2 separate regions of the Oryzias latipes genome follow, and region 1 is linked to region 2. The links are chromatin contacts, called in public Hi-C maps. All regions are on one chromosome and are shown on one strand. Each heading gives the region's core, a stretch centred on a gene start, on an enhancer-like site or on the middle of the called end of the contact. The rest is flanking DNA. Distances are from core to core; before and after follow the strand shown.

Region 1 (4,006 bases), core at 157-2,656, 43 kb after region 2:
GACTGAATAGGATGGACTTCCAGGTACTGAGAGATGCAAAAGACTGAAAAAGAAATGTATCTGTAGAACCCCAAACAAAAAAAGAATAAAAGCCAAGAGAATGCATAAAAGAGAAAAAGCTTTAAAAGGTGGAATTATTCCAACAAACGAACATAAAAAGAAACTACTGCAGTTATTATAAAATGTCAGTGATAATGGGAGAGGTGGGAATTGAAGCACGGAGGTCATCATGGGTGATCATTAAAAGAAAAGACATTCATCCGAGCAAAGATGCTTCTGAAAATGCTCCACGTCTATTCTTGGTGAATTCCAGGGGGGAGACCCTGTGACTGACCCCCCACCCCATGGGATCTGACAGGATATCATCACACCACATGCACACTTACATGTGTGTGCACACAAACAAACAGCATCACACTGCAGGGCGACAGGGGGTAACATGAGTTTTAAAAAAGGGTCTTTAAATACAAAACCTGCTCTATTGGAAACCTGTGAGGCAATTTGAAGTTAGAAAGCAGCTAAATGTTTCTGAAAACCTTCTGAAACTGGTTTAACTGTTCTGAAAAGCATACACCTCATACCAAATAGGGCTTTTAAAGTTATATTGAGTCAGAATATAAATGAAAAACACATTTCTTCCTTTTAAAAGACAGTAAAATTTAAAGAAAATTACTTTATAATTACATGTTTTAATTAAACCAACAATTTTTTGACACACTAGCAATTCCGTGTATTTAAGCAAACACTAAATTCTAACTAATTGAAAAGCCAAAGTTGAATTTAGGTGTTCTGTGTCCGGGGCTTGAACTCGACTTATTGTGGCCGCAGGACCCCCCCTGCCGCTCCCCGCGCAAAGATCTGCAGTCTCCAAACTTCCCTTCACGCGGAACCCTCTGATGTGCAGAAAACCCCGCGCGCGCATGCAGATCCCTCACGCCCTGTTCACAACAATCACACGAGACGGCCGTGACGCCAAGTTTGTCCCGGAGGACGGGCAGCGCCGTACCTTCTGCCTTCCGCCGACCAGCCGCGTCCCAACTCCCGTCACGACGAGGCTCGACGCGGACTGCAGAGCGCTCTGGAGCCGGGGAGGCTGCGGGCGAGAGCGGACGGATGGCTGCTCCAGCACGCGGCGACTCCGCGGGGAAGATGTGCGCGCGCGTGTGAGTGCGTGACAGCTCGCGGAGAGACTGAGCAGAGGCAGGAGTACCGGGGAACTTAGGGGGAGTTCCCGTTAGCAGAGCGGCTGGGCGGGGCCGGGTCTCACGGTTACGGCTCTCTTCCGTTCAGTCCCAGGCGAAGAAAACAGTTGGATCCGTATCACTGCTGTGGTTGAAGGAACATATTTGTTGCTGCAGGGTGTATTTTTGTATCACAGCTCTGAACTCTGACGTAACACATTTGTGTTTGGAGCCTGATGAAGACTAAAAACATGAACTCATCTTTGTGTGGGTCACAGTTTCAGGACATTAAACACTCAAATCAAACAATCGTTTTTTTTTTTACTTTTACATTTTCAGCCCTTAAGTTGCTAATTGTATCCAAATTCAAAAGACTTCATGTTAAGCACATATTGATCAACTAAATTAGAGCCAGATGACTTCATCAGATAGCCACTAGGTGGCTTTTTACACAAATACCTCCAATGGACAGCAGGGAAAAAGAGTAAAGGCTGGTTTGAATACCTTTTTTTTCATTATTCGACATTCGACATCATGATTAAATGTTCCACGTTCAGATCAGGCATGTGATGCACATTCAAGAATACAGTTGAAAGAGGCTTGGTGGGAAATGTCGAAGCAGTGCGAGTTCGGCAAATCTATTCACAGCTCCATTCCGATTTATGAAAAACTTGGTGTCATATAACTCCTTCTGGGCACAAACTGCAACTATTAATTTCTCCTCCATGATCAATTTTCAAACAGTTGGGGCTTCAGTAACTTAAAAAGGATGCCGTCCACTGGTTTAACTTTCAACAGGCATTCATTCAACGGATGCCCATTTGTTACGTAGCGCCCGAAAATGGACGCAGAAACTTGCTTAGTGACGCATGAAAGCCAGAGCTTTGTATACAGAAGCCCAAAACGCGCATTTATATGGATTTTTCATTGAAAGTGGTCGCTTAAACGTGCGTTACCAAGGGTGATGTGAACGCAACTTAGGTCACAACTGGACAGGTGGATGGGCAAACCTGTACTGGGCACACAGGCACAGAATCTTTAGATTGTTGATCACCTTAACCTGTAAAGCAAAAATCTTCAAGCACATTTTTTCTGTGGACATGCTGCAGGCAACAGGTTGTAGTGAACACTTACACAACACGTAATGGTGAAGTAGGTGAGACACAGGCACGTCGTACAGATTTATCCTTTTTTCATACCCCTGAAACCTGTTCACTGTCTTCACAGAGTGCCCATTAGTGCTGTTCAAGTGTTCGAGCGCAGCCTGTCTGTTAGAAATTAGAAAATTAGACCATCATACTGTATCATGTGTAGGCATCCTGCCCTTACGTACCCCCATGCCAGCACTATTTGCTCACACTCAGTGAGGAGCAAGGGCTGCACCCAACAAATGACCAGAGTGCAGCGTAAGGGTACAGTACGTTATAAGTGTGTGTAACTTAGATTATTCCTACAAATACTTCACTATACACCTTCAAACGCACATCAATGGACTGTTTCTTTTTCATGACGTCCCTTAAAAAAAGTTGGGTTTCTTGGTGTTTTAACATGTTCTTGTAGCCTTTTTCTCATGATTGAGGGAGTATATAAGCTTGCTTGCTTGGTCGGTTGGTCGGTCGGGCGGTCGGTCGGTCGGTCGGTCGGTCGGTTGGTTGGTTGGAAGCATTGTAGTCAAAGCAATAAAGAGAGTTCACAGATTTATCAAACTCATAACAGACATGATTAAATGCATAGATTAAAAAAAGAAACACAAACAAAGTCATACTTAAGTTACATTTGCTTTTGTAATGATCATTAATTTAAGTCAAGTAGAGCTTGATTTATTGATTGAAAAAAAGGTGGGAAGAAACGAGATAATATAATCCCACGCCTACTGAGTTAGATCACTTAATAGTTTAGCATAGTTTTCGTAATGCGGTTCTGATCAGATAGATTCTTTTCAAGTTAAAAAATAAAGTGCCCTGTTAATGATTGATTATCGTCAGAAAGCATTAATTCATGACTTCAGTAAACATTAGCGGTAACCGATATGTAATAATCATTGATTATAATGAGAACACATTATCACATTAACCAGTGATTATTGCTACACATTGCAGATCAAGTAAAGAAAATCAATAGTTTCTTGATTGAAATGAAAACATTTCAGTAATCCTTACTCCACATTACACAATGTAGTACTCATTGACGTAGAATCAACCATGGTCAGCCACAAGCTCCCTAGTCCGCTCTGTTCTTACGCATCCACTTGCAGATGACTAGATCCACGTACGTCTTTGTTTTCCTTGTCCGAGCCTAAATCTGGCTCAAAACTGTACGTCTGGATAGCTCCAATATTCCTCCCCATTTTGTAGCACAGTTAATGTTAATTTGGGGTGTTGTAAGCTAGCATCCTTGTATAGTTTCAACATTTTCTCTAAAAGTCCAGATTGATATCTTTTAAAAGGGTCCAAGCATCTTTCAGGTTTACAACTAAATCACATTTTAAGGTCCATGACCACATGGAAGCCTTATATTAAAAGAGAATAAACGATATTTAGGAAGATGTGAATTATAAATGGAAAATATATTGTTAACATCAAGCAGCAGGTGCAGCTGCACAACACAAATTGGTGAACTGCAAGATTTCTGTGCTCAAAGCCAGTGTTTCTATGGAGACTGGGACTTTAGTGCTGCCGACAGACTATGATATTGGTCAGATTTATAAATGCAGACATATTTTTCTCCGGTTAGTAACTGCAGGGATGTTAGGTCATAGATAGTAACACACACTCAGAGAGAAGCTTCAGTCCAAAAGTTCTCTGTGCTGTGTTGATAGAAAGTGA
Region 2 (3,976 bases), core at 433-2,932:
CATGGATTGAGGAATTAGCTTAAAAGAAATGTTTTTTGGAATCCTTAAGAGTAAAAAAAAAAAAAAAAATCAAAAAACAAGCATCAACACACCAACTTCCTCAACACACGGACGCCCCTCCAAACATCAGCTCCATGAAAGTGGCTCACTGTGGAGTGTAAAATTATCTGTGCAAGTTAAGTTGGTGATTTCATGTTTATTTCTGTTACAAGAACCAGGCAGACTTTACACACCCACATATATACAGCACAGGGTGGAGGAGCTGAGGCTCAACAATGAAGGAGTTTTCGTTATACGTTTAAAAAATCGGATTCGCTCTGACAAGTCAACAAATTTTGTTATTTCAAAAACCGTTTTCCTGATTACTAAAAGTTTGTAATGGTGATGGCTTTGAAGCGGTTTCATGAAGCAATGCAACATTTGAGATGCTTTTTATGTTTTGGGCTCTTTAGTTATTTGCTCTATATGGAAATTGAGCTGATCTATCTGCTTCTGTCACTTCACTATTAAACATCTGTGACCTGAAGTTCTTGGAACTTTAATTTGCTGAAATATTTTCTGTGTCACAGTGTTGGCACAAGATTATTATTTTTTTTAATTCTGGTACTTTATCTTAGTTTATTTACAGCAACATTTCTAAGATGTTTTAAAGTTTCATTCCGATCATCTCTTGAGATGAGATTTTGAAAGCATTCCTAGTTGTCTTTTATTTATGATTATGTTGTTTTAGCCAAAAATTTCAAGGACACGGTTTCTGTAGAGCGGCAGAAGATGAATAGAAATTGTGGGCGAGTTTTCCTAAATTTTAGCTGTCTTTTATATATTTAAGGGTGAAGGGATCTGCTTCTAGTTCCCACAAAGCATCAACTTTGAGATCTTTAAAGCTAAACCTGATGAAGACCTTTAAAGAACTGCATCAAACAATGGATCGAATTCTCTTCATAATGTCACAAACCACCTAGGTGTTCAGTTTATATACTCCCAACAGCATGCATCTGGTAAAGAAAAGAATCCTCTACAGGCTCCAGAAGTAAGAATTTCCTGCCCCTCCCTCATCATCTCACATAGCTGCACCTTGTTAGGACACATTTGCAGAGCCGCACAGAAAATTCTGCAAAACCGCGTTAGAATTGGATGGACAGGAAAGCCTCTGCACTACAAACACTTTCTAAAATAAAAAATAATCAGTGCATTGAATGAAGCAATCCTTCACAAAACCAAGGTTTTATGGTCGCTCCACTTCTTCTAAATCTTCTTATGTGAACCTTTTCTATTAACTTTTAAAAACGAGCATTTTTCTGATTTAGCTGAAATAACCAAAATAAAACATGAAAAAGCACAAAAATGAAGGAAAATCTTGACATCCAGAACATATATGCAAGTTTCAAACTCTTTAGATATTAGCAATTTTTGCCTACTGGTTGAAAGTAAAAAAAGTCTTCCTTTTACTCCTAATTCTACTTTAATGTACCTTTTAACTGTCAAAGACTGTGTCATTATTTTCACAAATTCTCCTTATCCAGAGAAGTTTTTATTTATAACATCATTGTTTTATCCTGCAGTTCTAACCCAAGCCCGATTTAACAGGCGAAGGTCTTCCGCCCCTCCCCGTCTGTGCGACAATACACAAACACACTTTGGGCCAGCTCTGCCAAATGCCATCTCCATGGCGATAACCCTTTCCCTGGATTGAGCAGTGGAAGGAATGCACTCATGGTGACCGCGCCAAGTGTGGGAAATACAACCCACACTGCTGCTTCTCTGCTTCTTTATTCTTACTTCCCTTAAAGACGGACACACACATTCACATAAACACACACAAACACACCTTCCTTAGGCCCCGCCCTTCTGAAATCTGAAGAGTGTGAGTGCTTCTGCTGTGGCAGATGAAGTGAAACCGTGCAGGTCACGGTCCAATTCACATCCGAATCACGGAGGAGTTAAAAATCTCAGCTATTTGAGGGGGAAAAAAAGCTCCCTGAGTCATCCTATTAACAGGAAATATTTACCAACCTGTTACATGGTAAAGCAGGGAAATAAATTTGAATGCAATAAATGAAGCAAGCAAATTAGTTCAGCCTTTCCCTCCTGTCCTTAAATCCAGAATCACAGCACACTGAGTTGACAGAATTCATTTATCTACTTCATGCTTTCTTCAGGAAAAAGGAAAAGCATATTCTGAAATCCTTTTTAGTCACAAAACCTCCAGAGGATGGCGCTGTCCATCCTCTGTTTTATTTGGATCCCTGCAGCATCTTAGACAGTTCAGCCTGAGAGTCACTAGAGGGAAGCAGCAGACAAAGCAAAACTTCAAATCTGTTACTAAACTTTACCCGCACCGGACTGAAAGATGATGCTCACTGCTGCCTTAATCAAATGACCTTCTCGTCTAAATCCATATTCACAACCAACATCCTGTGTGCATCAAATCTGAAAGGACAAGCTGAGAGGATCCAACACTCTTAGGGAGGTTTCTGTAGGAAAACCTCTGGTGAAGTGAATGAAAGCTTCATTTAAAGGGGTGATGACGTTCAGGAACACTGGCAAGCTCCAACACATGGAAAGACAATCAACCACGCCTACAACAGTTCACAAAACAAATCCAAAATCCTTCTGCCCCCACTCAGTCTCCCCAGGTGCCGGTAATATCTGAAGGGGTCTGTCAACTAATCACATGTGAGCAAGTGATTTTCTGGGAGTCCCACCACCAACCTGCAGCTTGTAAACATGTTGTGGTGGTTTCCATGGTGACCCAAAGGGAGGCTCAGAGATTTAACTCAAAGCCTGAAAACTATATAGAAGTTTGTAAGTGTAACATTACAGCTGGAGGATTTCCAAGCTCAAAATGGGAGTGGAAGGTGGTGCTGGTGGAGGGCTGTTCCTGATGTGTTGGAGTGGATGCAGGAATCTTTTTATGAACCCTTTCGAATACTCGTCCATATTTCATCATCAAACCTCTGCTTAGAACTACAAACTATATTTAAACTCCCTTACAGTCATAACAACCAAACATTTACCCCCAAAAATCTGAGGTGTGAATGTATTCATGTGTGCGTTTCCACCCTGGTTCAAACCTTCCACGCTTGGCTAAGTTTCCTGCTGTGACCTCATTTCCTGTACAAGCAGGAGGGGAATGATGTCATCCACTTGCCAGCCAAGAATCAACAAATGCAGTCATCGGTGGCGACCCCCACCCAGTAAATGGTGTCTATATAATCCTCTCGAGTCAAGAACGCACATTTTCTGTCTTAAAGGTTGACACATTGCTTTTCTTTCTAGACTAAAAAAACATGTTCAGGAAAGGCTGACGCAGGATTTTGTGTTAGTTCAGGTGTGATTGTCTTCACTGTTCCTTATCATTTAGTTTTTTGTCACCCACTATTAATAAACTTCATCTTTTTAAAAGACGCTGAATGCTGATGTTTAGGTCAACAGATAGATGACTGTTGAATTGTGAATCCCCCCCCCATCCCCCCCAAAAAAACAAAAAAAAACACAAAACTAGAGAGCTTCATTACTTCATGTGTGTTTTGAGGCACAACCCAAGAGCAGTTATTGGAATTCCGGAATGAAGTACATTTAAAAATCAAAATGCAAGTGCAGTTCATCAAGTACCCACAAGGGTATCCTCAGTCACTCCAATGTAAATAAGCAAGCAGACAGACACTGCTAACCAATTGTTAAAACAATATGTTTAATTTTTTCTTCAAAAAAAGGTTTTCTCTTGCCAACAAAATACGCTAGAATTATTTTATTTTTCTGACTGTAAGTCGCTCTGGAGTACAAGTCGCAGCAGCCAAAAAATGCATTATAAAGAAAAAAAAACATACATAAATCGTACTGGAGTATAAGTCGCACTTTTGAGAAAAAAGTCCAATGCTTCTGAACAGTTCTGCCAAGCCCTGCGTAATGCTGCATCCACACCAAACGTGTTGCATGCATCAAAAATGCACGTCAGATTCAATGCTAGTCCAAA

The links. A called contact is a pair of places that touch in the nucleus more often than the background predicts.
Region 1: a Hi-C map of gastrula embryo shows a contact between it and region 2, with 1.7 times the contacts expected there. The contact joins the promoter of ppp2r3a here to the enhancer-like site in region 2. A contact is called at or near these places in 5 of 5 Hi-C or Micro-C datasets (embryo, fibroblasts and gastrula embryo).

Annotation. Positions count from the first base shown.
Region 1 is chr22:5,707,097-5,711,102 of ASM223467v1, forward strand. It overlaps ppp2r3a (serine/threonine-protein phosphatase 2A regulatory subunit B'' subunit alpha), which reads right to left and starts at 1,407. Exons shown (of 13, transcript XM_020713792.2): 1 at 1,007-1,407.
Region 2 is chr22:5,664,034-5,668,009 of ASM223467v1, forward strand. All of the region lies in intron 2 of ppp2r3a (serine/threonine-protein phosphatase 2A regulatory subunit B'' subunit alpha), which reads right to left. Among protein-coding and RNA genes, the nearest start is that of fndc3b, 25 kb to the left of the region's middle. Within about 2 kb of position 1,683, at least 7 of the 8 cell types and tissues checked have an H3K27ac peak or open chromatin away from gene starts, as enhancers often do. A contact at or near this core is called in embryo and gastrula embryo, where this site is marked.